Regions from separate parts of the Gossypium hirsutum genome. Here region 2 is linked to region 1. Evidence: chromatin contacts called from public Hi-C data. All regions are on one chromosome and are shown on one strand. Each heading gives the region's core, a stretch centred on a gene start, on an enhancer-like site or on the middle of the called end of the contact. The rest is flanking DNA. Distances are from core to core; before and after follow the strand shown. Region 1 has its middle 83 kb from the start of LOC107907677. Region 2 holds the start of LOC121202947.

The links. A called contact is a pair of places that touch in the nucleus more often than the background predicts.
Region 2: a contact with region 1 is called in a Hi-C map of leaf, with 2.2 times the contacts expected there. The contact joins the promoter of LOC121202947 here to the enhancer-like site in region 1. A contact is called at or near these places in 9 of 34 Hi-C or Micro-C datasets (callus, leaf and petal).

What each region holds. Positions count from the first base shown.
Region 1 is chrD08:20,972,325-20,979,518 of Gossypium_hirsutum_v2.1, reverse strand. No RefSeq gene overlaps it. Among protein-coding and RNA genes, the nearest start is that of LOC107907677, 83 kb to the left of the region's middle. Within about 2 kb of position 5,373, at least 8 of the 9 cell types and tissues checked have an H3K27ac peak or open chromatin away from gene starts, as enhancers often do. A contact at or near this core is called in leaf, where this site is marked.
Region 2 is chrD08:21,533,811-21,540,825 of Gossypium_hirsutum_v2.1, reverse strand. LOC121202947 reads right to left here and starts at 2,881. Exons shown (of 5, transcript XM_041099225.1): 1 at 2,333-2,881; 2 at 943-1,098. The coding sequence starts at 2,623.

The sequences.
Region 1 (7,194 bases), core at 4,124-6,623:
ATGGTCCAAGAAGTTCCAGAAAAGTTTCGATCAGTTGAAAGCCCTATTAACTGAAGTTCCAGTGTTAGTACAGCCAGAATCGAGTAAAGAATTTGTGATCTATAGTGATGCATCGTTGAATGGCCTAGGCTGTGTTTTGATGTAAGAAGGCAAAGTCATAGCTTATGCCTCAAGACAGTTGAAGCTGCATGAAAAGAATTATCTGACACACGATTTAGAGTTAGCAGCCACTGTGTTTGCATTGAAGATTTGGCGCCATTATTTGTTCAGTGAGAAATGTCATGTGTATTCTGATCACAAGAGTTTAAAATATCTAATGACTCAGAGAGATTTGAATTTGCGACAACGAAGATGGTTAGAGTTGCTAAAATATTATGAGTTAGTAATTGACTATCATTCGGGAAAAGCAAATGTTGTTGCTGATGCATTAAGGTAGAAATCTTTGTTTGCTATAAGTGCAATGAATACTCAGTTCACTCTATCTGGCGACGGCTCGGTTGTAGCTGAGTTGAAAGCGAGACAGTTGTTTTTGCAGAAAATTTGTGAAGCTCAGAAAGTTGATAATGAAATATTATCAAAACAAGCTCAATGTGATTCAAACCCTGATTCAGAGTTTCGAGTTGATTTCGATGACTGTTTAAGATGTAGAGGTCGATTATGTGTTTCGAGAAATTTAGAGTTGATTTAGATGATTTTGAATGACGCACATAGTAGTCGTTTATCTGTTCATTCGGGAAGCACGAAAATGTATAATGATTTGAAATAGCTCTATTGGTGGCATGGCATGAAGCGTGATATTTTGAAATTTGTTTCGAAATTTGTTTCGAAATGTTTAATCTGTCAGCAAGTCAAAGCTAAGCATCAAGTACCGTTTGGGTTACTACAGCTGATCATGATTCCCGAGTGGAAATGGGATATAATCACGATGGATTTTGTATCGGGTTTGCCTCTATCACCGAGTAAGAAAGATGTGATCTAGGTAATTTTCAATAGACTGACTAAGTCGACTCATTTCTTTTCGATATGCACAAATTATTCACTTCATAAGTTAGTTGAGATATATATCTCTCAGGTTGTGAGGTTGCATGGAGTACCTATGTCTATTGTTTCAAATAGGGATCCGAGATTCACATCGCGCTTTTGGAAGAAATTGCAAGATGCATTGGTTACAAAGCTGCACTTTAGTACTGCTTTTCATCCACAGAAAGATGGTCAATCTGAACGAGTTATACAGATACTCGAGGATATGTTGAGATGTTGCATTATTGAGTTTAAAAGTACGTGGAAAATATTTGTCGTTGATTGAATTTACGTATAACAATAGTTTCCAATCGAGTACAAAGATAGCACCATACGAAGATCTATACAGTTGTAAGTGTCGAACACCATTGTACTGGACTGAATTAAGCGAGAATAAGATTCACGGGGTTGATCTATTTAGAGAGACAAAGGAAAAAGTGAAACTAATTTGTGATAATTTGAAAGCGGCGTCAGATCGACAGAAATCTTACGTAGATTTGAAACAAAAAGATATTGAGTTTCAGATCGGGATAAAGTGTTTTTAAAAGTATCACCATGGAAGAAAATAAATTGATTCGGTCGTAAAGGCAAATTAAGTCCGAGATTCATCGGACCATATAAAATTATCGAACGAGTTGGACCAGTAGCTTATCAATTAGCATTTACGTCTGAATTAGAAAAGATACATAATGTTTTTCATGTGTTGATCCTTTGACGATATCGATCTGACCCTTCAAATGTTATTTCCCCGACCGAAGTTGAGATTCAGTCAGATTTATCATACAGTAAAGAACCGATCCAAATTCTAACTCGTGAGATCAATGAGCTGAGAAATAAGAAAATTGCATCAGTGAAAGTATTATGGTACCGACACGGAGTAGAAGAAGCTACATGGGAATCCGAGGATGCTATGTGAAAGCAATATCCAAAACTATTCACTAGTAAGATTTTAGGGGACAAAAATCCCTAAAGGGGAGAGAGTTGTAACAGCCTGGTTTTAGTTAAACCGGAACAGTGGTTTTAGAACCATAAATCTGATGTCAGAAAATTATTTTAATATTATTTTTGATATTTACAGCATGTGATTATATATGTGTGAAAGTTTCGTAAAGAAATTTTACTGTTTGAATGCTTAATTCGATAAAAAGGACTAAATCGCGTAAAACGTAAAAGTTGTGTTCCATAAGCTAAAGGTGTCTAATAGATATAGAATATTAAAGTAAAGGTCCTTAAGTGGTAAATAGGCCATTTGTGAGTTAGTGGATGATAGTGGAGTGGCATTTGGTGTAATTACTAATAATTTTAATGGTAAAATAGTAAATACTAATAATTAACAAAGCTAAAATTTTGTCCATCTTTTCTTCCTTCGCCGAATATTGAAGAAGAAAGACACCATTGGTGAACACTTAGGGTTCGACACACACACAACTTGATTAAGGTAGGTTTGAGCTCGATTTTTTATAATTTTTACGTTTTTGAGATCGTTGTTTTGTGTTCTAGCTAGCCCATGCCCTAATTTTTGAATTGGTTGATGAATTTGTGAGTTTCCATTGATGATAGCTTGATGTTTTTGAATGTTGATGATGGAAAATGAATAATTGTTGATAGATTAATATGTTTTGTAAAGTGATTTTTAACAAAAATGTCAAATAGGGATTAAATTGTGAAATATGCAAATTGAGTGGTTGAAATGTGAAATAAATGAAGTTTTTGGGCTGATAGGGGCACTATATTAATTTGGCTAAGCTTGGATTATATTGAAGTGTGTGAATTTTGTGTATTTGTGAAATAGGGACTAAATTGAATAAATGTGAAACTTTAGGGGCTAAAGTGAAAAAATGTCCAATTAGGTATTTTTGGATGAAATTGAATGAATAGGTGATTAAATGAGTTAAATTTGAATTCATATAGATCAAAAAAAGAAAGAAATCAGATTTAGATCAGGAGAAATTGAAAGTTGACGAGTAGTTGACCCGATCCGTTCGTTTCCATACGAGGAAAGTTCATAAGTAAATAAATGTTTTTGAATTCAAATGTATATGTGTTATATGCTGCTGAATTGATTTAAATATAGATATATATTGTCGAATTGATTTGAGCATTGGATGACTGGTTTCGTGCATGAATTGATTTAATTACGAAGTCGAAAGTTCCGGATGAATCTTAGGAAATGTATAGGATACTAATGTCATGATATTAGGACTTCCGAGGTGTGATGTCATGTAAGACCCTATTTGGGACATTGGCATCGAAGTGAGAAAACGTGTAAGACCATGTCTGGGACATTATCATCGTATATGATTTGTATAAGACCCTGTCTGTGACAGTGGCATCGATATGCGTTAACATGTAAGACCATATCTGGGATATGACACTGTACGAGCTTTATATGACTTCCGTGTGTTCTTAACAATTCCTAATGTGAATTTGAGCTAAATGGTTCAGGTTTGTGTGAAGTTTATATTTTCATAAAATAATAAGGTAAGTTTACTACTTAATGGGATAATATGAATTTATATGAGACAGTTAAATGTATATGTGTTTGAGATTTATTTAAATTCGACCTAGTTGAATTGAATTATAAATATCATTGAGATGATTTATTTGCTTATGGCTTACTAAGCTTCCAAAGCTTACTTTGTGCATCCTTCCATTGTATTGTAGATATATAAAGCTAGCTCGAGCTCAGGGATCGTCAAGGATTATCGTCACACTATCAATCGCCCTTTTGGTATTTTAAAAGCTTGATATTATGACATATGCATGTATAAACTATGACAAATTTTGAATTGTATATAAGTTGCCATGCGAAATGGCTTGTTAGAGATACTAATTTTTATGTATATTCGGTCATGTTATAAGCTCTTTTGGGAAGTATGTTTCGAGGTATATATATGTATGATAATGTTGGTTATAAGATTCGGCTTGAGTAATGATTTAGTTGGTGGATGTGTTTTGTTATAATGTAATATGATTCGATGTATGTTAGTTGGTTCGAAATGTTAATAGTAGAATGGTTATGACTTGGTTAAATTTCAGTGTATGAATTATATTGTGAAATTAGTTTGCATGGAAAAGAAGTATGGTTTGTATATGAGATATGATTAGTAGACATGAATTTTGATAAATGACTGTGTTAGACTATGTTGTGTTAGGTAATGCCTCGTAACCCTAATTCGATGATGGATACGGGTTAAGAGTGTTACACCTCCTCTGTTTAATGTTGATTTGAATATGATGTTTTAACCTTACTGCATTACTTTTATTTTATTTTATTTTGATTAGAATATGGTTTTACACACTTATAAATAGACATAGTCTACTTCTCTTGTAATCATTCGAATTCGACATAGTGAATTATCTTCTCCTCTGCCCGTGATTTTTTCCGAAAGAGTTTCAACGTAAAAATCTGTATTCTTTATTTTTCTTTCTATTTCTTTGTGATACATTGTCATTATTGACGTTCAATTTTTTCACAATAAGGTAATTATCGAAACTGATTGTATGGTGGAAGTGGAGATGATTAAGGAGGGGCTGAAATTTGTGGCTATCAAATTCCAATTTGTGCACAGAAAAGGGAACATGGTTGCCAACTGGTTAGCAAGAACTTGTCCCTCAAATGAAGTGAATTTAGTTATGATCGATATTCCCTCGTTCCATGTTAGGAAATTACTTTTAGAAAATAAATTAGGAGATGTCAATGTAAGAATGATTTGAAAGAAGGCAATGTGATGCCTTCTCTTATTTATCAAAAAAAAATATTTTAAAAATTTTCAAGTAGATAATAATTGTTATTTATTTAATAATGTCTTTTAGACTAACATTACATGTGTCAAATAATTGAAAACTAATCCACCCTTACATGCCAAGTCATCCAAATTAAAGGCGAAATATTAACACCATCATGAATTGAAGATGCATGGAATTACTTCATTAAATTAGAGTAGAAGAATTGAAACAATATGGTTAAAAATTATAGTGGAAGCAAATTTCTGTTTCAACTAATTTAACTATGATGGATATTAATAAGATTTATAATATAAACTGCAAGATTTGAAATAATTTAATTCTTTACTTTAATAATTTAAGTAGTATTGGTTTTAAAATAAAAATCATTAACACATATGCAAAAAGTTTGTTTAGATACTTAGAAGAAAGTAAAAATAAAAGTTTGTTTGGATATTCCATAAATTTAAAAAGATAAAAGAAGTGTTAAATTGTTTATATATTATTATTTTTTAATTGTAGTACTAGAAGTAAAAAAAAAAAAAGAAATGATTATAAGTCTGCTACCCTGGCACGCCTTTGTCTGCCGCCACTGGCAAGAGTTTTTAGGTTTTTCATTATTTGTTTTTTCCTTGTTACTTTGCCCTTCGATATCTGTGGTCTGTGTAAGTCCTTCTCTTGCAACAGGAATTGTGACCCACAAAAGCTGAAAAAACTTTTACCTGCAAAGTATGGAGAATGAGTTAGCCCAATTGTCGATTAATGAAGAACAGGAGGAAATTATTCACATCCCAACAGATCCAAGTAAGGAAATTAGGGGTGAGACCACTCAACTAGTAGGATGTTTTCTCACAGCAAGCACGACCCACTTCCCAGCAATGAAAAGTACAATGGCGAATCTGTGGCCTCCGGTTAAGGGAGTACGAATCCGAGATCTGGGAGGAAAAAAGTATTTGTTTCAATTCTTTCACATCATGGAATGAACAGGGTTTTAAAAGGTTCCATCTGCTGGTCCTTTACAAATTGAAATTAGGGGAGGATCCGTTACATGTCTCCATTTCTGACACCTTTTTAGGTTCAGGTTCATGATGTCCCTATTGGCCTTTTTTCTGAAATCTTGGCTGCCCAGTTAGTTAGTTTCTTGGGGAACTTCATGGAACATGATGTATCATATCTGGGAAAAGAAAATAGGAATTTTATGAGAATTAGAGTTCAAATCGATATAAGGCGTCCTTTGAAAAGGAGGAAGAAAATATCTTTTGGTGGAAAATGTTCATACGTCACCTTCAAATATGAAGGTTTATCATTGTTATATTTCTATTGTGGGAGATTGGGGCATAATGGCTCATTTTACGAGGCAAAAATGAACCTTGGAGTGGAAATTACAGAAATGGGCTGGGAGATATCTATCAGAGCACAATCACGGAGGTCATTATCAATGAATAGTATCTGGCTAAGGGAGGAAGGAGATGGCGATAACGGAGGAACTGATGCAGAATTTGGAGGTTTCAGAATGGGCAAGAAGCACCCGAGGTGGAAAACAAAATATGGGAAATCTATTGATCCAGTTCTTGGCTTTAATTTGGAGGGAGGTTCATCATACCTGGTACGAGGAAAGGAGAATTTAACCCCTAATGCGATGGATCAGGATCTAGAAGATATAGCTCTAGTAGGGGAAGAGGGGAAAAAAAGGCCTGGAGGGAAAAATAAAGATCTAACAGGAAGAGAAGAGATGAGAAACATATTGGGAAATAGAAGAATGGTGGATCCTAATCATTTATCATCGGCGGCTACCAAATGGCAAGCTGACCAAACACAATGAAAATACTGAGTTGGAATGTCCATGGATTGGGGGGTCTCCGTACAGTTCGAAGGCTTCAGCATACGCTGAGGACTTATAATCCCCAAATTGTCTTCTTTATGGAGACTAAGCTTTGTAGAAATCGAATGGAAAGAATTAGACGTAGATGTGGATTTGGGAATGAAATTGATGTTGATTCGGAGGGCTCTAGAGGAGGTTTGTGTTTCGCATGGCGAAATGATATCAATGTTATGCTTCAGAATTTTTCTAAATGACATATTGACATGGTGGTGGTTAATGATGAAAGAGATATCAAATGGCGCTTTACTGGCTTTTATAGGACTCCATATGTGTAAGATAGAGAGGCTTCATGGACTATTTTGAAAAATCTCCATAAAGAGGAAGACACCCATTGGCTTGTCTGTAGAGATTTTAATGAAATAATGTTCGAATTCGAAAAAAAGGGAAGCTTGCCAAGAGATGAAAGAAGAATGAAGCTATTCCGAGAAGCTTTAGATTTTTGCCAACTATCCGACGTGGGATACTCTGGTAGACGATTCACTTGAGAGAGAGGAAACTTACTAGAAATGAACATTCAAGAGCGCCTGGACAGGGGTGTCGCTAATGAGAGTTGGATTTCCATGTTT
Region 2 (7,015 bases), core at 1,632-4,131, 560 kb before region 1:
CCATTAAAAGCCTTCACAAATGCTGATTGGGTTGGATCTTCGAATGATAAGCAATCTTTCTCGAGGTATTGCACATTTGTGGGAGGAAACTCAGTCACTTGGAAAAGCAAACAAAGTGTAATTACTCAGATAGTGCAGAAGCTAAATGTATGGCTATGGTTCAAGATGTCTGTGAGCTTTAGTGGTTGTAGATAATATTGGAAGAAATAAAATTATCAAAAGAAGATATATTATTCATATTCTGTGACAACATGATAGAACCAAACACATTGAAATTGATCGACAATTTATTAAAGAAAAATTAATTGATGGTGCCTTAAGCTTATTTCATTTGACATCCAACAAACAACTATCCAAAATATTTACCAAAAGTCTTAACAACAAGATTTATCATAATTTGATCCACAAGTTGGGCATGTGTGATATCTATATACCAACTTGAGAAGGAGTGTTGACTAATTAGCATGAAATTAGTGTATATAGCAGATTCTTAGGGATGTAGACAGATTCTTTGGGGTGTAATTAACCTTTAGGGATTCTGTTTCCTCCTTCGTAATTATTGTATATACAAAACCATGTATTTTTTCAATGAAAGTATTAACAAGAAGTAAAATTTCATATTTCAACTACCATTTCTCTGTTTTTAACAGATTAGGTTCCAGACGCGCAAATCTAGAACTTAATATGTCGCTCTTCTCTAATAGCTGTCTATTCATGACAAAAAGGCATCCTAACTCAAAAAAATTAGGTTTAAAGTCATTCCTTGTTCCTTATTTTTCTTCATCATTATAATACAGATTCTCCCTAGACGAATCTATGACACATTAAATCTGGTTAAAATCTCTAATCAATCAAAACAATAGCATTAACACGCCAAACTGACATTTAAAATTTGAAGCATTATAAATAGAAAAAAATAAACAAAAAAGAAGGCAAACAAACCTTACATGCAGCACATAAATCATTTTCAGAGCTTGACAATTGTGACAATGGAAGCGTAGCATTTATGCAAGAAACTCTCTTAAATCCCTCCCTCTTCCCAGCAATTCTTTCCTTTAGCGCAACAAATTCACGTTCCGCCAAGTACCTTTTATGATCCTAATACTTGAAAAGGACAAAATACCATAATAAAAGGGGAATAGAAACAGAAAAAAGAAAAAAATTACTATCCTTCAAGAGACATTTTTCTTTCTTTTCAAGTTTCCTTATAACTAAAACAATGCTGCAGTAAAAGGTATAAAACTAGTTCTCACACAACAATAGAAAATCTAAACAATCATATCAGTTCAAGAACTGCTTGCTGCACAAAAAATGCAAGAGTGTAGAAGCAAGAATCTAACAGCTTTGAAAGGGTTAGTCTTTTGCCTGAAAACCACTTCCATTTCTCTCCCTCAACGATAAAAAAAACAGGGATTAACTCTACTACTTTTTGCCTAAATCCATAACCAACTTTGACCAAAACGTTTTTTCGACAAAAGCCACTCAAAGAAGGAAAATATCAATATGACCCACATTCATAATGCCCAAGAACTTGCAAACAAAATACATCTAGAGAACCAAAAATGTAGTCTCCCCAGAGCACATCCTGTCCATGAGTATCCAGTGTTAATGGAGGAAAGCCATAGATGAAACTGTCTACGCCTAGAGCCTTGTTAGTACAATTACAAAGAGTTTCAAACATGCAAAGGGCCTCTCTATCAGCTGGAAGACCAATTTATTGACATATCGGTAATAATTAGACGAAACGAAAACCATAGAGTACGTTTAATCTCTAGGCAGCTAGAAGATGTCTATGGATGGAAAAGTCTTGGACATTTAACCCATTACATGCATAGCTCTGCATGTTTTGCTCGGAAATTTCTTCTATGATAAGATTAACCAATAATCATAGTTCTTAAATGGTCTTTTTATGATTTTACCAGTTTCCTCAAACAAGCACGTTTGCGTACAAAAGAAATTAGACAGACTCAGGCGACAATTCCCAGTCCCAAGGATTTTTCAAATGAAACTCTAAAACCAGGCACTTTACACTCCGGAGGACCTCTATTAATGGCAAATTTAAAACGGCAATGACAAAAAGGAACCAAAATTTCTATATTCGAGCTAACACGAAACTCCCTCTTCACTAACATCAATATCTACAATCCTCTAAAACTTCGATAACTTCTAAAATGCCCTAAACAAATTACTATGAAATCGTTCATCAAACAATTAACATTCAGGCGTTGACCTTTTTTATGCCTCTCCAGTGAAAAAAAAAAAGCAACCCATTAATTCTTTTTTCTTTTTCCTTCTTTATTTTGAAAACCAAATGAAAGAAATAAAGTCTCACATGGATGCCATAGGAGGAAGCCTGGAAGTCATAGAAGGAGCGAACACGGAGGCAAGCGGCTGCCCAAAGCTGGTCCTCCTCCGACGCTTCAGCAACAGCTAGCGAAGACTTGTCAAGAGGAATGGAATGCTGACGATTGTGAGTGGTGGTGGTAGCTGCCACTGGCAGAAACCGGATACGGCGACAGGATTGGTGGCCGGAAGAGAGTGAAATGGTAAAACAATGTGAAGAAAACGAAGGAGAAGAAGAGGAAGGAGAAGAAGGCGGAGGTAACGAGAAGAGGAGTGCCATCTTTGAAATAAGAAATGTGATGGGGTTATCCTTTGCTATATTTGGTGTGACATACTAAGAAATCAGAATCAAAAGCTCAAAAGGATAATGGAATATATTAGACTTTATAGTTTTTCAGGTTCTTTTCGCACTGCTAGACACGATTGGCTCCAGCTTTTCCAAGTCATCTGGAAAATTTTGAAGGATACGTATATCCATCCTTACGACTGGGCTCAAAATCATAGTTAAAGTTTAAAAGCTGAGCTCCGACTGATGGCCATAATAAATGATCAACCTTTAGCCCATTTTTTATTTTGGGTCATCCCATATGTAGCTAACATTATAGAAATAGAAGCCGAATTTTGTTTTTGTTCGAAGTTTCAAACCTCACTGAAAATGTAAACATTACAGTATCGCTAGGCACTAGGCCTAGAATTGCTTATGGGCCAGACCACCCAGCCCGAAAGTCTGCTTAAAAAGTGATAAGATTTGGGTAAAAAAATATGTCCGAAAAATAGGTTTGGGCAAAAAAATAAAGCCTGTTTAGAAAATGAGTCAACCATCGGGTAAGGCTTTTTTGGTCCGGGCTCAGCCCGGCCCGAATATGCAAAAAAAATAAACTGTAGTTTTTTTTTTTGCTGTTTTTAATATTATTTTGTTATTTTTTTGTTGTTTTTTTCATTATTTTGCTTCCATTTCACTATTATGTTATTACTATTTTGTTGTTATTGTATAATTTTTGTTCTATTGTTAATTTTGTTATTATTTTAAAGGCATTTGGTTGTTAAGTTGCACCTATCTTAGTGTTATTTAAGTACACATATTTTTTTAAAATTTATTTTCAATTTGTTGGGAAAATTTTATTTTAATATTTTTAGTATTTTTTATATATTATATTTTTAAAAATATATATAAAAATGTTAATACGGGATGGACTGAGCCCGGGTTTTAACATTTTTATTTAGGTTGGGTTTAAGGCGTTACTCACCAAAGCACCTGTGTTGATACAACCAGAACCTTGAAAAGACTTTGTGGTCTACAATGATGCCTCGCACATGGAACTTGGTTATGTGCTAATGCAGGAAGGAATGGTGGTGGCTTATGCCTCGAGACAACTGAAGCCTTATGAATGAAACTACCCAACCCATGATCTGGGTTCAACAGCAGTGGTGTTCGCACTTAAGATTTGGCGACACTACTTATATGGTGAACGATGAACCATCTACACTAAACATAAAAGCCTCAAGTATTTGCTTACGAGGAAGGAATTAAACTTGCAACAAAGATGGTGAATAAAACTACTAAAGGACTATGATTGTGTGATAGAACTTCACCCTAAAAAGGTAAATGTGGTCGTAAATGCTTTAAGTAGAAAGTCAATGAGTGAGTTGAGAGCTCTATTTGTGCGATTGAATGTAACAAGTGATGGGGGACTGCTCATAGAACTGCAAGTAAGACAAACCCTATCACAACAAATCAAGAAGAGGCAAACCACAAATGAAATCTTGGCGAAGAGGGTTCGCTAACTAGAACAAGAAATACATAGGGACTTCGCACTAAATACAGAAGGGATACTCTATTTTCGTGGAAGACTATGCGTACCTTGTGGCAAAGAGCTTCGACTTGCGATCCATAGTGAAGCTCGTAGTAGTCCTTATACAATGCACCCAGGTAGTAACAAGATGTACCATGACTTCCGCGAACTGTATGGGTGACCTTGTTTGAAGCAAGCTATCACAGATTTTGTGGCGTAGTGCTTAGTTTGTCAAAAAGTAAAAGCAGAGCATCAATTCCCTTCAAGCTTGCTACAACAACTTAAAATCCCACAATGGAAGTGGGAAAGGATCCCCATGGACTTTGTTTCAGACTTTCCCCTGACTTCGACAAAGAAAGATGATATGTGGGTGATTGCGGATTACCTTACGAAGAGTTCACAATTCTTAGTAGTTCGCACCACTTATACTTTGAAAAAGCTGGCAGAGATTACATTGTAGAAATAGTGTGACTCCATGGCATACCAGTTTCCATTACCTCTAATTGAGATCCTTGATTCACTTCAAGATTTTAGAAAATTCTGTAAGAAGCCTTGGTGTAACACCCCTAACCCGTATCCATCTCCAAGATAGGGTTACAGAGCATTACCGAAAATTCATAACTTAAAACATTCGATTCAAAATATTTCATAAATCATGGCAATTAATAGTCAATCACATTCATAACGTCCCTTATTCGAGCCCTCGAGGCCTTAGAAACACATTAGAAATGATTCAGGACTAAACCGGAATCATATAGAATTTCATGGAAAAAGATGGAATTTTTTACACTGTAGGGGTCACACGGCCGTGTGCTAGGCTATGTAACTGCCTGACTTGCAACCCTTTGAAACCTACAATGGACAAAGGGTCATGTCGCATGGCCGTGTGTCACACACGGCTGAGACACACGCTCGTGTCTTAGGTCATGCGGTCAAGAAATAGGCCATTTTCAAGCCATTTCCTCCACCCAAATCATGCGCACACATACAAGTCATTTTCACCCATTTCAAGCATTAAAAATGTACCTAAAACATGCATAATCAAACTAGATCAATATGGTACTTATTCATACAACAAATATGCCAAAAGGCACCTTAATTCACATAACATCAAATATACTTAAACATAAGCATAACTTAGCCATTTATCAACTCAACATTTGCAACCTAATTCCATACCAAATCCTACCATAATGGCCACATACCAAGATCACATTCAAGCATACCAAAAGACCCATTCAAAACATATAATCACTAACCATTTCAACATTAGCCAACAAGCACCAAAATGCCAAAAAGTGATAGTGTGATAGGTCTCCGACGATCTTCCAACCTGAACGAGCTTCCGATTAACTATAAAACATAGAAAAAGAACACAAAGTAAGCATATAATGCTTAGTAAGTTCATAAATCATAAACAATGATTACCATTTTAATGCGTAAGCTTAAAAATAAATATGAATCAATCCAACTCAAGCTTGGCACAAGCCTAAGCATCACCAACTACACAAATTAGTGTTTAATCACATAACTTAACAATATCATCACATGATAAGATAGATTTCATAAACATAATTCACATAAACTTAATTATGAATATACATACTTCATACATTTCAAAAATATCAAAGGGAATTTCATTGAACCCTTACCGAAGCTTACACAAAGTGTGCTAAACGATTGTCGAAACCATCCCTTTTCATATTCGATGGTTGTCACCATTGGAACGACGGAAATGTGCAAGTGTACACAATCACAAAAAGTAATAAAGTGACAAGTAAATGTCGAGTTATTGTACCCACAGAGACTGTGAAAAGAATTATTTATGAATGCAATTAAAAACACTTTGGTGAAGAAAAATATTTTGATTTAAGGAGGTTATTAAAAACTAAGATTTTTAACTAAGTAAGATAAATAAAAATAAAATAAAAGTTCAAATGCACGATTTTAAAAGATTATTTTAATCAAGATGACATAATTGTGCTAGATTAATTATATTTCTCAACTTAGAGTTATTAAAATCATGTTTATGTTTTTACGAATAAATTCACGGCAATACGGTAATTTGCTAACTTATGAACATACTTACCTACCAAATCCATTTATCTCTTGACTATATCTCTATGTCAATTCAACTGATTAAACAAATTTTAATAAGCAAATGTGTTAATGCATATACATACTTATGAAATTAAAATAATCTCTTGTACATATCTCTATGCCAATTCAAAAAATTAATTCAATCTCATAAGCACATAAAAAATTACGTGAGGTAGCAATATATTTTTACCTTAAAACAATTTAATCACATAATCTTGCAAGTTATGCAAGGCTAATGTATCGTTAGATACCGTTGCTAATTTAACCCTCAGCTACCTTAGATGATTAAACATGCACTGATTAAGTATCGTGTCAATTAATTACAATTTCAATCCGTTTAAATAACTAATTCATTAGTTGCCTTACAATTGTAATGCAAGAATAATTTAGTTAAGGTTTTACTTAATCAAACATCTTACCGATGCCTATAACAACACAAATACATTTTTAATAACTCAAGTAGATGAAATGCAATCAACCTAACACGAATTAAATTTAAGCCATATTAATTAAGTTAAACATATAAACATCAAAAATATTCATAGACATGTTCATAACAACAACAATAAAATTAAACGGATAAGGAACAAGAATCAAATTCAGTGTTTCTCCGAGGCTTGACTAGTTTGCTCTGCTCCTCCTTCTCCGCTTGTTCTTGTTGAACTGAGGCTTCCACGAACACTTGAAGGCTACTCCAAATGGTGGTCGAATGACTCTTTTTCAAGAGGTGAAATTGACAAGGGAATGGGGAAGAAAATGAAGAGCAATGAAGAGAGAAA